Regions from separate parts of the Rattus norvegicus genome. Here region 2 is linked to region 1. Evidence: chromatin contacts called from public Hi-C data. All regions are on one chromosome and are shown on one strand. Each heading gives the region's core, a stretch centred on a gene start, on an enhancer-like site or on the middle of the called end of the contact. The rest is flanking DNA. Distances are from core to core; before and after follow the strand shown.

Region 1 (6,504 bases), core at 2,261-4,760:
GTTTACATTGTGTTAAGTTCAAGGAAGATACACCGAAGCATGCTTATAACCACGCTAAAAAAAAAGCAATGAGCTCTGTCAGTACGGTTTTCTTTCACTTTACTGTGTTTCCTAATGGGCTCATCTCACTGCTAAAAACATCTGTTTATAGTTACTTTATGTTGCTGTAATAAAAAATGCAACCAACCTGACTTATGGAAGACAAAGTTTATTTTAGCGTATAGTTCTAGAGTGGGGAGTCTATCATAGTGGGGTCCTCATGCAGCAAGCAGCTGGAGCAGGAAGCTGAGGGAGCTGACATATTACGCCTTCAACTGCAAAGATAAAGCGAAGTGGGGAGTAAGGAGTACAGGGTGGGGGTGGGGCAAGGAGACACTGGAAATGGGGCGGGGCTATAAACTCTGAAAGCCCACCCCTAGAGAGGTTATTTCTCCAGCAATGCTCCACCCCTTAAAGGTGGAGTTCCACCGATTGGGGATCAAGTGTTCAAATACTTGAACCTGTGGGGGACATTTCTCATTCAAAGCACGAGAGCATGTGTGCACACATTGCGCAGACTGGAGACATCCTAAAACGTAACTAGTCTGTATGACCAAGTTGCCAACAAACTGTCCTGAGCAGGTTTCTCAGGCCACAGTGCAGCGTCTGCCATTTGCCCACGGACTGCTGAGGCTTCTGCTCCTTTCTGTCAACATCGCTTCCTTCCCTTGATTTAGTGTGTCTGGTGTGACTCTGTGCGCGCTTTAGTGTGGATTCCTTCCACAGCTTAGTGCTTGTTTTTATTTCTATACTGTGCCTCTTGTTATAGACGTTCACTCCACAGTTTCGACCCCACTGTATGGCTGCTGCCGGGTGGCTTATCTTGTGGGATGAAAAGAGTGAGGCTGTGAGCCTCTGCACTCAAGGAGTGGAAGTGTAACTGCAGGGTTGTCGGGGAGAGCATGATGCAAGGTATGACTGTCTAACTGGCTATGTGCAGAATTCCCGTCCCTCTACTCTACTTCCTCACCAACTCTGATAGGTATACAGTGGTGTCAGACTATGGCTTTTAAGTAGTATTTAAATTTTGACTTCAGTTAAGCACTTTTTCATCGAGTATTTGTTTGTTGTATGTTTTATTTTCAGAAGTGTCTGTTGACTACATTTTTACAAAACAGGATTGTGTGTGCTTTTAAAAAATTGATTTCTAGGAGTTACTTACATAGTATGGATACACGCCTCATTTCAAATGTGTATTATGAATCAGGGCTCCAAACACTAAGCCAGGACTTGTCTTGTTACCATCTAAGTGGCCTCCTTTGACCAGAAGAGCCTTCTTAATTTTAAATAGAACGATGACTCAATTCATTTATTTTTCTTTTCTCATTATTGAATGTTTATGTATCTTTTACATTTCTATCCTACTTCAAGAATATGAGAACCCTCCCTATATGTTCCTCTGTAAGTTTTATCGTTTGCTTTACCCAGTTAGATCTGAGATCTGCCACAGATTGATCTCCTTGTACAGGATTCAAACACATTGGTTTCCCATGAGGGCGCCCCATCAACCCAGCACCATGCTGAAGAGGTAGGGATTCCGCATCCTGTATCATAGAGTGCCTTGTTTTAAGCCAGGTGCCTGTATGAAGTCTGTTTCTAGGCTGCTCTTTCACCTAATCACTTGAATCACTTTGTGTGTCTGTCTTTCTTTATTAAGTTTGATTTCTCCTGAGGGAGTGGAGAGCAAAGCCTTTTTTTTTTTTTTTTTTTTGTTCTGAGAAGGAATGGCACGGCAGTTGAAGCTTGTGGGCACTTGGTACAGCCTCAGAAAGTTCAGATACTTGTGGCTTGGGAGCTAGTGTTAGTTGTAACTCTATGAATCTAGGGATCAGGTCAAAATTGAGAAAGCCAAAATGGCATTGGTCCATCGTCCATCGGGGTGTGGTAGGGCACACGGCCACTCTGCGATGACAGCTGTCAGCATGGGAGGAGCTCCTGGCTGACCCTCAGTTGGATGAGCTTCCTGCTGTGGTCTCAGGCAGTTGGTTCCTGCTGCTGTTCAGCAGATGCGTATTTATGTCTTTGTGAGCCGCAAAGAGGAGAAAGAGACATTCTTCGGTTAAATCTTATCCATAGTCTTCTGGTTTAGATAACAGGGAAGACGGGAGCTAGAACACACAGAGCCTGTGTAGTAAAAGCCAGAAACCTGGTTGATCTCTCACCAGGTTTCAGTCTCAGAGACCCTGACACTATTTAAATTTTACCTATAATTATAATTTCCCTTTTAATATTTATCTCAGTGGCCTGCACTGGCAGAAGTCTTACTTATCACTGACTTTGTGTGACTCATGTAATGGACACCAGGGAGGGAGGGACAGGGTTGAACTTTTCTCCATGACGTTTAAAACACTGAGGAGGATGTAGAGCATCCTACTGCATTTACCTTATAGACATATGTAGGGACCAGTGTGAGCTGCGTTGCTCCCTCCATGCCCACGGCAAATGGGATAAGAACTAGGCTGGGAGGAAGCCTCGCTTGTGGTAGAAGGGCTATCCAGGGTTAGGGGAGGGGCAGGCTGTAAGGGCTTGGGCAGAGCACAGGACGGAAGCTGGTCTTTCCAGGATGACCATGCATAGAGCAAGGCAGGACATAGTGGATCTATAGCTGTCGTCCAGGTCTGTCATTAAGGAAGGGCAAAGGGAAGAGGGGGCTTTGAAAGGGCTTCATGTCCATTGTTGGGCTGTACTGGGCAGTGATTCTCTGCGCAGTGTCTGGGATGGAATAGTGTCTGTTCTTTTCTAAGAGTGCTAAGGACACTCTTAAACTCCTTCTCGTGACTCAGGAGACGAGAATCCACTCAGAAAAACACATTTCAAGCCATTCCTCCTACAGAGTTCCAGCCTGATCTATGAGCGTTTTCCTAAATTCATCCATCAGGACTCTGGGTGTTCAGACTTCTCGTGGGCAAGGAAGGGAAGTTCATAAATGGCCTGTAGTGCTAAAGAAGACTCCAGTAGCAGTGGGAGTTTAGTTGGACCCCCAGTTTACCTTTGTGTAATTTCAGGGAACTGGTAGCTTCTGAGACCTTTACAAACTTGCAATGGGGTGACTTTGCAGGAGGTTAACCTGGGTGTACTCAGCCTCCCCACTGCTGGCTTCCTAGAGCAGACCTTAGCTTAGTCTTTCCAAGGGCATCATCCCCACCCACATTCCAGTTATGAACAACCCCATCAGGCATCTGCCCATTCTCTCTGCCCAGGGTTTTAGAAGACCCAGAGGCAGCTCAGCCACGCACACATCCGGCAGTCTAGAGAGCAGGAAGGTAAGCTGCTTGCCCAGCAGCCAGACAGCATAGCTGGGAAGGCCGAGTAGAGTAGAGAAGAACAGCATGATGGAGGTCAGGGACAGAAGCTGGCGCCAGGAATGGGGACAAAGGGTCTGTACTCCTTCCCCTCACAGGACAGGATGGCCACTGGTGCCAAATTGCCCACCAGTTTGTAGATGGCAGCCAACTTCTGTTCTCCTCATAATAGGGATGTTTGTCTTTTAGAAACACTTTTGAGCTCCATGGATGGGGTTTCCAGGGCATGAGAATTACCAGTGCTGCAAAAGGCATTAAAAAGGAAGGAAAGAAAAAAGAAAGCCACAAAAACGGTTTCTTTCTTTGCAGGCAATAAGAAGCTGACTGCTCCCAGCCTAAGGCTGCCTTTGTTTCTGCTCAGAGATTGTCTTTGATCCAAGCCAAGTGAACAAAGGCTCATTATCTTACCTTTAAATAGAGGGATTTTTAGCAGAAACATTGAAGGGTTAGGGGGAGGAGAAGCAGTGCCTCTCAGGATGCCCCCAGAGGTCCTGAGGCTCTGAGCCATCAAGGAAGAACATGAGAAAGAGCACAAGGGCTCCATGAGTGGCTTGTGCAGGCACTGAAGATGTTCTTTGTAACTGTATTTACAGTGATTAAACAGCCCAGTCCGTTTGCAAGCAGGACACCAGCGTCTTCACTCAGACTTCTTATGTGTTGCATGCATGTCACCCAGACAGATTTCCTGAAGGTAATTTTCTCAGCTGCCCACATCATCTGACACCAGATGCCCAGCTTTCTTTCAGGACAGTGCCCCCTCTCCATGGCCTCCAAACTTTTGCAAGTCAGAGAAAGTGAACAGTTCAAGAAAAGGCAGCTCTGGAGAAAGGCAGGATGGAGCTGCCACGGTCCACCCCAGAGGACCTTACTAGGGTTTCATAGAACTCACAGCATGTCCTCACTTCCTTATTGAAAACTTGTAAAGAAAACATTCTTTATAATGTTGGAAGAGTCACTTTTATTTGTGCTTTTGGCTTTTAAATTATCGCACCTCCTCATTATAATATAATTATAAAAGGTAATTATAATCTCTCAGATACAAAGACACCTTCTTAAAGTGGACCTGTGCACAGACACATACATAGACACATGCACAGATGCATACACACATGCATACACACATGCATATGGTTAGACACATGCACAGATACATAAACGCACATGTAGGCATAGATTGATAGATATACACAAGCACAGACAGATGCATATACAGGCACACACACACACAAACATTTACACACATAAACACAGACATACACACATATAGGCACAGACAGAATGACTGACACAAACATGTACATACATGCACACACAAACTTGGCTTACAAGCCATATTTGAAAATAAAGAAGTTTAATAAGTTTGACCATGTATTGGGGGATTATCATTTGAGGACAATACTCACTGATTTAATTGTACCCTCTCTATTCTTCTATATAGAACCCATTAAGGGAAACATTATAATCCTAATTACATTGGTTAGGACATTGAAACTATTCACACCTATGATCAGACAGACAGGAGGATTTCTGAGGCTTGCTGGCCAGTTTGTCTAACTGAATCAGAGACAGAGAGAGAGAGAGAGAGAGAGAGAGAGAGAGAGAGAGAGAGAGAGAGAGAGAGGCAGAGATAGAGACAGAGAGAGACAGAGACAGAGAGACAAAGAGAGAGAGACAGACAGACAGACACACACAGAGAGAGCACTTGTCTCAAAATTCAAAATGGGGAGCAATTGAGGAAGATTCCTGATGTCAGCCTCTGGCGTCCACATGCTCTTACACACATGTAGATGGGCACACACATGAATACACTCATGCACACAGTAATTTGAAATGCATCTGTTCCAAGCCTGTATACAAAGGGGTAGCTCTGATGTCAAATCCCAGGATCAAAAGCTTACCCACTGGGCCCCATCCTGTTCCAGAAGGGAGAGTTGGAGATCCAACATACAGACACAATTTTAACACTCCATTTTTGACCCCTCCCGCCCCCCAATCAGTCAACATGGCAACTAAACACAAGGTACAGCTTTCTGCACGAGGACTAAATAAGACAGTGGTGCGTGAATTGTTCAACGCATAAAAAGGAAAGGACTTTTCTGTCCCAATAGAGGCACTGGATCAATTCAAGAGTCCATACTGGATAATAAAGTTGCTTATTGTGAAATCCCAGGCTTCCTGCCAAGAGTGGGTAGAGCCCTCTGAAACATGGCAATGTCAACTTTCGAGGCTGGGTACTTGGTGACATGATTTAAAGAATGGAAAGAAAAAAATATTTCCAACCGACTCAGCAGGTTCTGAGGAAGCTGGGCTGTGAGAGACCCTGCCCTGGTGAGCTCAGCTCTTCTGAGCAGGGAACACTCTCCTTGGAATAAAGCAGGCGAGGCACTTTTTTTTTTTTTTTTGCATTTTCCTGATTCACTGTGTACCATTGAACATTTTATGATGCTTTGTTTGTTTTATAGACGAGGCATTAAATTCAAATTACAACTTGAATGAGATTTACTCAGTTCCCCTTTCAGTGTGGGAATTTCTCATTAGCCAGGCTCCCATTTCTTATGTAGATGGATGACCCAGACCTTAATGGTGGGTTGGAAAAGATGAGGTTATTTCTGTTACCCCAAATCTCTTTGTGTCAAAATTGGTTTTTTCGACCTTACCAATTTCTCACTGCTGGACAATTTTGGAAGGGGGCCCCAAAAATATTAATGTGTGTGCACGTCTATTTCTCCACCTCCTAGAATTGATAAAGTTTCCCTGTTCAGCCCCAAGCTGTAATTTCATCTTTCATGGTTGATTGCTTGACAATCCAGCAGGGAAATACGTTCTTGTGTTACACAGGGTGTAAATAGGGTTCAAGTTCTCTTGGGAACCTGACTTGCCTTGAAGCTCAAATTGCATTGTTTCTGATGCGCTGCCCTCTTGTCCCCTTGCTATTCGACCATGGGTTTTCACGCACAAAGTGAACCTAAATGGAGGCAGAAAACGTTTGATTCATCACAAGTTCAAATGCAAATGATAGCTGCTCATTTTTCCTTTCACCTGCAGATTAGCAGTTTGTAGCCTTTTAAAAAAAGATTTATTTATTTTATATATGTAAGTACACTCTCACTGTCTTCAGACACACCAGAGGAAGAGGGCATCAGATCCCATTACAGATGGTTGT
Region 2 (6,504 bases), core at 1,249-3,748, 140 kb after region 1:
GGAGCCATACATGTGACATAGTTGCTAGAAAAGCCGTGCCTTGTGGGCAACCAGGAATAGGAAACATGTGGAGGCCGGGTGAAGGTACAAAAGAAGAAAAGGCAACATCAGGACATTTCGATGAAATCAAAGCACACGTTTGCAGTATGCGTCCTTGAAGATTCAATTGTCAAGTAGCTGACAAAGGAAAAGTGAGTGATGGTAAGAGCCTTTGAAGACTGCTTGCCTAACGGCCGCTGACAGCCATAGGAACTTGAAGCAATGGTAGCAGGAAAGAGGGGGCCACCAGAAGAAAACATGATTGAGCAGCATAAGCTATGTAAATCCAGATCTTAGCGGTGAAAACAAAGCATCAAACTCTTAGTGTCTCCCAAGGCACAAATTCGATTCTGTCCTTCTGTCCCCTTCTCTCTTCTCCCTCCCTCCCTCCTTCTGTCTCCTTCTCTCTTCTGTTTCCCTCACTCCTCTTCTGTTCCCATACTTTCTTCAGCTAAGAGACCAGAGTTTAATTCAGGCTGAATGGATTGATAGCCAGGAGCCTCAGACTGTACAGTCTGCCCTGACACTCTGTCATTTGTGCACAAGACTCTTGTTTCTACTTGGTAGGGGTATGCACGGAGCCGTATTGGATTTGGGCCTAACCGCTTTTTGACTGCATGGTTCAAAGTGACTAGGTAACTCTGGGCTGTTTGGCCACAGAGACTCACCCCTAAGATGACTGCATTAAGTCTTAAGATTGTTGAATGAAAGCCTCTCCCATGAATTTACGGCACAGGAAGATAACATTCAAGGGATGCCTCAGCTCCCTTAGCAGATACCTGTTACCTCCTGAATCAACACCCAGTGTCTCCACCGCCTGACCTCATCGTCTACCGCCTGACCTCTTTGCCTCCAGCTATCACTACCTGTATCCGCACCTCCCCCTCCTCTGTGTTTCACAAAGGACACTCCCCCTACCTGAAAGCCTTAAAAGCTGTAACATTCACCCCAATAAACGAGACCTTGACAACAGAACTTTTGCTTGGTCTCCTTCTTCTCTTCACCCCCATTTTGGCCCACAGGTAGAAAGCCTCTTCGGGACCCTGAATAACTGGGTCCCCGCTGGCGGGGACAGGGGTACAAAAGTCCTTGTGCCTACAGATCACTAGAGAAACTAGGAATGTTAAACACACAGGACCTTTTCTCAATGGAGGAAATAAAATACCTGTTTCCTGCCCAGACAGCTGGGAGTGATTTTTGTTAATGACCCAATGACCTTTTTGCTACCAGTAGAGGCAGACCTCACCCAAATTCCCCTATCCCTTCAGGGAGATGTCTCATGCACTTTATTGCCTGGTGACCTCTGTGCTGTCTCAGTAAAGACCTCAGTTGATACTAGCTCTTTTAGCTATAGAACTCACAGTGATATGTACTTTGTAAAGGAGTTGCTATGTAGTAATACGTTAAGTTTTATTGTACACCTGGAACTGGACTGATTGTGGCTTAGAAACCCTTTTCCAAATTATACCGTGTTTTAAATATGCCAGCAATGAACTGCCTGGCATTAGACTCCCTGAAAATTGATCCAGGTTCATGAGGTCAATCTGAACTGGGTTTTCATAACTATATCTTTGAGGACACCTACATGGACACCTGCAGGGCGGCCCTCACCTATTGCCTTCACCATGCTCAGTTCCCTTCTCAGTTGTCTCTGTGAGCATAATGACTTCCCACAGGCTGACTTGGCTCTTTGCAGATCTGAGCACTGAGCATAAATGACCAGAACACTGTCCATTCTAATGATTTGGGAACATGCTAGCCAATGTGGAGATTTTCTGCCTGAGCCTGCATACTGGTCTTTCTATGCTCTATCCTGTCAGGAGTCAGCTTCCTTGGGGGCTTTTAGTGCCAAACAGACAGAATGGGAGCTGTCTACAGGCATCCATTCAAATGTAAATGGACCTACCCACTGTTTTCCAAATTGAGAGGCACCCATACACAAATGTCCAATGCTAATGGGGGCTCTGAATTAGAAAAATATTCCCAAGTTAAATGGGTTTGGGAAATGCAACACTGGGTTGGGGAATTATCATGAGCAGCACACTAAATAGTGTGTGAGAGTCTTTACTGAAGAGTTTCATTGTGTCCCACACCCAGGACTTGCAAATTTATTTGGTGCCAGTGCCTCTTTGCTGATTAGAACTCATTAACATTTTACAGGACACTTGGATTCTGTTTATCTGGAGTTGAGAGGCCCAGAGACTTAGCTTTCTCATGGGTTTCTTCCTAATCTTATGCCTCAGTAGGCAATGGAAGACAGCCTTGGTGCTATTGTTTAATTATTTTCTTGTAATTCGGGGTCATTCAATGACATCAGAGGTGTTTGCTAGTGAGACTCAAGCTGTAAATATATCACCAACCCCCTGCAAGCTTCCTGGAAGCCCTAATCCCTTTGAGTGGCTTTTTCCAGACAGAGCCTGTCCTGTCTCTCCATTTAGCCTGGGGTAGATTCCTTAGATCTTACACCCTTCCCCTCTTAGCCCTCTGGATGGCTCCAGAGCTCCGGGCTTTGCTATGTCTGTCTCATGGGTCCATTTTTATCTGCCTGGACTGCCATAATTTCATTTCTTCACGGAGCTGGTCTGACTTCAGTGAACAGACAAAAGTGAAGTGCCCTTTGGTGCTTTATTTTTCTCTTTGCTTAGATATTGACAGGACTACCTAGGGAATCCATTTCCCTTATCAATATGAGTTCCATATTAATTCTTTCATTTAATGAATTAAATAAAACCCTGGGAGATCTGATTACAGCTCAAGAATGCCCAAAATGTAATCAGTAATAGAATTCATCTAATGACCAACATTTAATCTTGTGTCAAGAACTTTGTGACAGATGAAATTAAACAGAGGTTGGTGTTTCTATTCATCTCTGTGCCTATATAAGTGTGTGTGTGTGTGTGTGTGTGTGTGTGTGTGTGTGTGTGTGTGTTGGGAAAGATTAATTCAGAAGGTTGACATGTTTCAGGAGTTGTACTTTTTGAAACATCATTTATACTGAAAGAGTTAAAGGAAGAACACCAGTATGGACTGCTCTAGCAATCTATGCACATGCAGGGTTAAACGCGCGCGCGCGCGCACACACACACACACACACACACACACACACACACAGATCCACAGACATACATTCACACGCAGGAACACAATCACACACAAACAAACTCATGCACACTCACACAGAGATCCACGGGCATTCATACACATAAACACACACACATACATGAATGTATACACACACACACACACACATACATGAATGTATACACACACACACACATACATGAATGTATACACACACACACATACATGAATGTATACACACACACACACACACACACACACACACACACACACACACGAAGCCTTCATGGCATGGAAGTGAAGAGACATTTAAAAAATATTTTTAAATGTGTTTTTAATTTCATATATTGTAGTGTTCTTTAAACATTAATCTATTTAATTTTCAACACATGTGTGTGTACCTGAGACCATAACATATATCACACAAGCAACAAGTGTTATTAACCACTGAGCTATCTCTCTAGTCCCTGAAGGGATATATTTTGGGGATAAACTCAAGTTACCAAAGTAAAACAAACTATGAGGCAGAGAAAATTTTGTATTAATTTCTTTGTCTCTTCTGGCTTCCTAATTAAGGAACAGGCATGATATACTCCTGATGTCCATTCAAAGAAGTCCTGTGGAAAATGGAGAATATCTAACAGGATGAGATGCTTCACTCACTGTCATTGTGATTGAACTACCAGGATAATCTATGTTCTTAGCAATGTGGGATTGGTGTCCATATCAGCGTTGCCTGCCAAGAAAGAGCAAGAAGCCTGCTCAAGCTAGGACCCCTGCTGAGATCCTATATGCACAGACCTGGCAGGAGCTCTGGTTGCCTGTGATGAGCTACAGTCATCTGTAGTACTAGGAAGTGGGCCAGATTCTCCTAAAGTTATTACATTGTCTGTGTAATCTTATGAGGTCTACTCATGGGTGGAAATAGTGATCTATAAGGGCCATCGCACACTCAACTCCTCTTTTCTCTCTTGAATACATTGAGGTAGAACAGAAAGCTAGAGAAAATTGTGGGGAACATAGGAAGAAAAAGGAAACCCTCACTTAGGAGCTTGATTGAAGTCAGCTAAGGATCAAGAATTCCAATAAAACCAGCAACATTTGCTTAAGGCCTTTCTTCATTCTCACCAATGAATCTATATTCTCTATGAATCTCTTCAGAGGCCCCATTTACTGGGAAAGGATATGTCCTAAATCCCTTGTACAACTCAAAGGGCTCCTGGTTTTACCTTATCAGATTTTAATCCCACCTAGGACACTCCTGAAGTGATCCTCTGATCACACTTATCAAAGAGGGAGACAAGGATTTTTTTCAGTGATTTTGAGATGTCAATTGAGAGTCATTAAAATAAGGTACAGAAGACACACAGTGCTGTACTCCCTTGAAAGCCTGTCCTGGTGATCCTCCAATGTCTTACTTCCCCCCAAGTACCCCTCTTTACTCAACCCAGTGGTTTTCAACCTTCTGACACTCCGACCCTTTAACAGAGTTCGTTGTGTTGTGGTGACCCTCAGCCATAACATTATTATTTTCATTGCTACTTCCTAACTGAAATTTTGCTGCTGTTATGAATTGTAATGTAAACATCTGTGATTTGTGATGCTCTTAGGAAATCCCTGTGAAAGGGTTGTTCAGTTCTCTGAAGGGGTTGTGACCGACAGGTTGAGAATCATTGTCTTAACCCTTATAGTTAAAATATATATTCAAGTCTCTTTTAGTAAGCCCCATCTCTTATATGGCACATATATAATTATTTTCTGCACCAAAATAAATTATCCTAGATTTGCCTGAGTGAAGATTTATGCAAAGAGTTTTTCATGTTCATGAAGGTGGGCAGTATGGAACTGTGCCTCAATTTGCTGGTTCTGTTTTCTGGAATGTTCTACATATCCTGGTACAGGCTATACTTCCCCAGTGTGTCTCCAAATTTGAAGCTCAGCCAGGCACCTTTGACTTCACTACATAGCACATGTCTTTCACTAACTTTGTGTATGAGTGTGTACACATTTGTGCATGTGTGTGTGTGATGTGTGCATGCATATAATACCTCCATTGTGACATTGCATAACAATTAAAGACTACCAATTGCTTTTTTAAGATAAAAATCCAAACCATTGATTTAATTGTTAACCACTAAAGTTCTCTTTTATTTTTTATTTACTTTAAACTATTTTTTTATTGTTTTCAAAAGTAAAACATTTGGGACAGGAGAAATGGCTTAGTAGTTAAGAGTACTAGTTTTACTGATGACCAGAATTACGTTCCAAGCATCTAAATCAGCAGGCTTACAACTACAACTCCAGCTTCAGGTGATCCGGCACCCTCTCCTGGCCTCCATGAGCACACACACTCATAGTCACATACACACACTCATAAGTACACATGCACACATGCATACACATACATACACATACATGCACATGCACGTGTGCGCACACACACAAACAAATTTTACACATAATGCAAATAAATATTGTTTAGTGTATTTGATCACCAGGTGCATGATGGTACCATACATTTCCCTGAGAAGATTCCTGCTGAAAGAGAACAGATAGCATAAGGTTGAAGCATAAGGCTACTGGCTCCAGCATTTCTGTTGTTAAAAGAGAAAAACAAAACATGTATATAAAGAGAAAGTTTTAGAATTTAAAAAAATGGGGAATATTATGTTGTACTCTGCAAGCACAGGCTGCTTGTCCATTGTTTGGAAATTCAGGGCTGAGGTGGGTAAGGGAGGACATAGTAAATTTCTCATCCCATAAGCATGGAGATCTGAGTTTGGATCTTGAGAACCCATATAAAAGTCAATTGTAGTGGCTTATGCCTGTAGCCAGAGAGAGGGCAGAGGCAGCAGAATCCTTGTAACTCATTCGTCATCCTGTCTGGTCAAATTAATGAACTCCTGGTTCAGTGAGAGAACCTGTCTCAAAAAACAAAGTGGAACGCAGCTAAGCAATATACCTGACCCCGATTTCTGACATCTACACAAATGCATATGAACACCTTTTCTCTGTTTGCTTCTGTTTCTCTGTCTGTCTCTCTCTCAAGTCCCCCTCTCCTTCTCTCTCTCTCTCTCTCTCTCTCTCTCTCTCTCTCTCTCTCTCTCTCTCTCTCGCACGAGAGCTACAAACTTGATAATTGAGTTCTACACTGTACCGCAGCTCGGCAGTTCCACTCTTATGCTCAAGGCCATCACCCTTGGCGTACTGGAGTATACAAACTTGGGTGATGTGTATCTCTGGCTGGACTGCAGGTACGCTAAGCATATGAAACACACATAAACTCCCAGTTTTGATAGTGATGGCATGTTTTGTTTTGCACATGCAAATATTACAAATTCCTAAGCAATCCTAAGTCCCAAAGACTTCTTGCCCAAGAACACT

What was found. A called contact is a pair of places that touch in the nucleus more often than the background predicts.
Region 2: a Hi-C map of Schwann cells shows a contact between it and region 1, with 3 times the contacts expected there. The contact joins two enhancer-like sites. A contact is called at or near these places in 1 of 12 Hi-C or Micro-C datasets (Schwann cells) and 1 of 1 datasets of contacts at active chromatin or transcription factors (oligodendrocytes).

The regions. Positions count from the first base shown.
Region 1 is chr1:53,533,876-53,540,379 of GRCr8, forward strand. No RefSeq gene overlaps it. Among named protein-coding and RNA genes, the nearest start is that of Pabpc6, 56 kb to the right of the region's middle. Within about 2 kb of position 3,511, at least 38 of the 93 cell types and tissues checked have an H3K27ac peak or open chromatin away from gene starts, as enhancers often do. A contact at or near this core is called in Schwann cells, where this site is marked.
Region 2 is chr1:53,671,748-53,678,251 of GRCr8, forward strand. All of the region lies in intron 3 of LOC120097713 (a long non-coding RNA gene), which reads left to right. Among named protein-coding and RNA genes, the nearest start is that of Pabpc6, 82 kb to the left of the region's middle. Within about 2 kb of position 2,499, at least 11 of the 93 cell types and tissues checked have an H3K27ac peak or open chromatin away from gene starts, as enhancers often do. A contact at or near this core is called in Schwann cells, where this site is marked.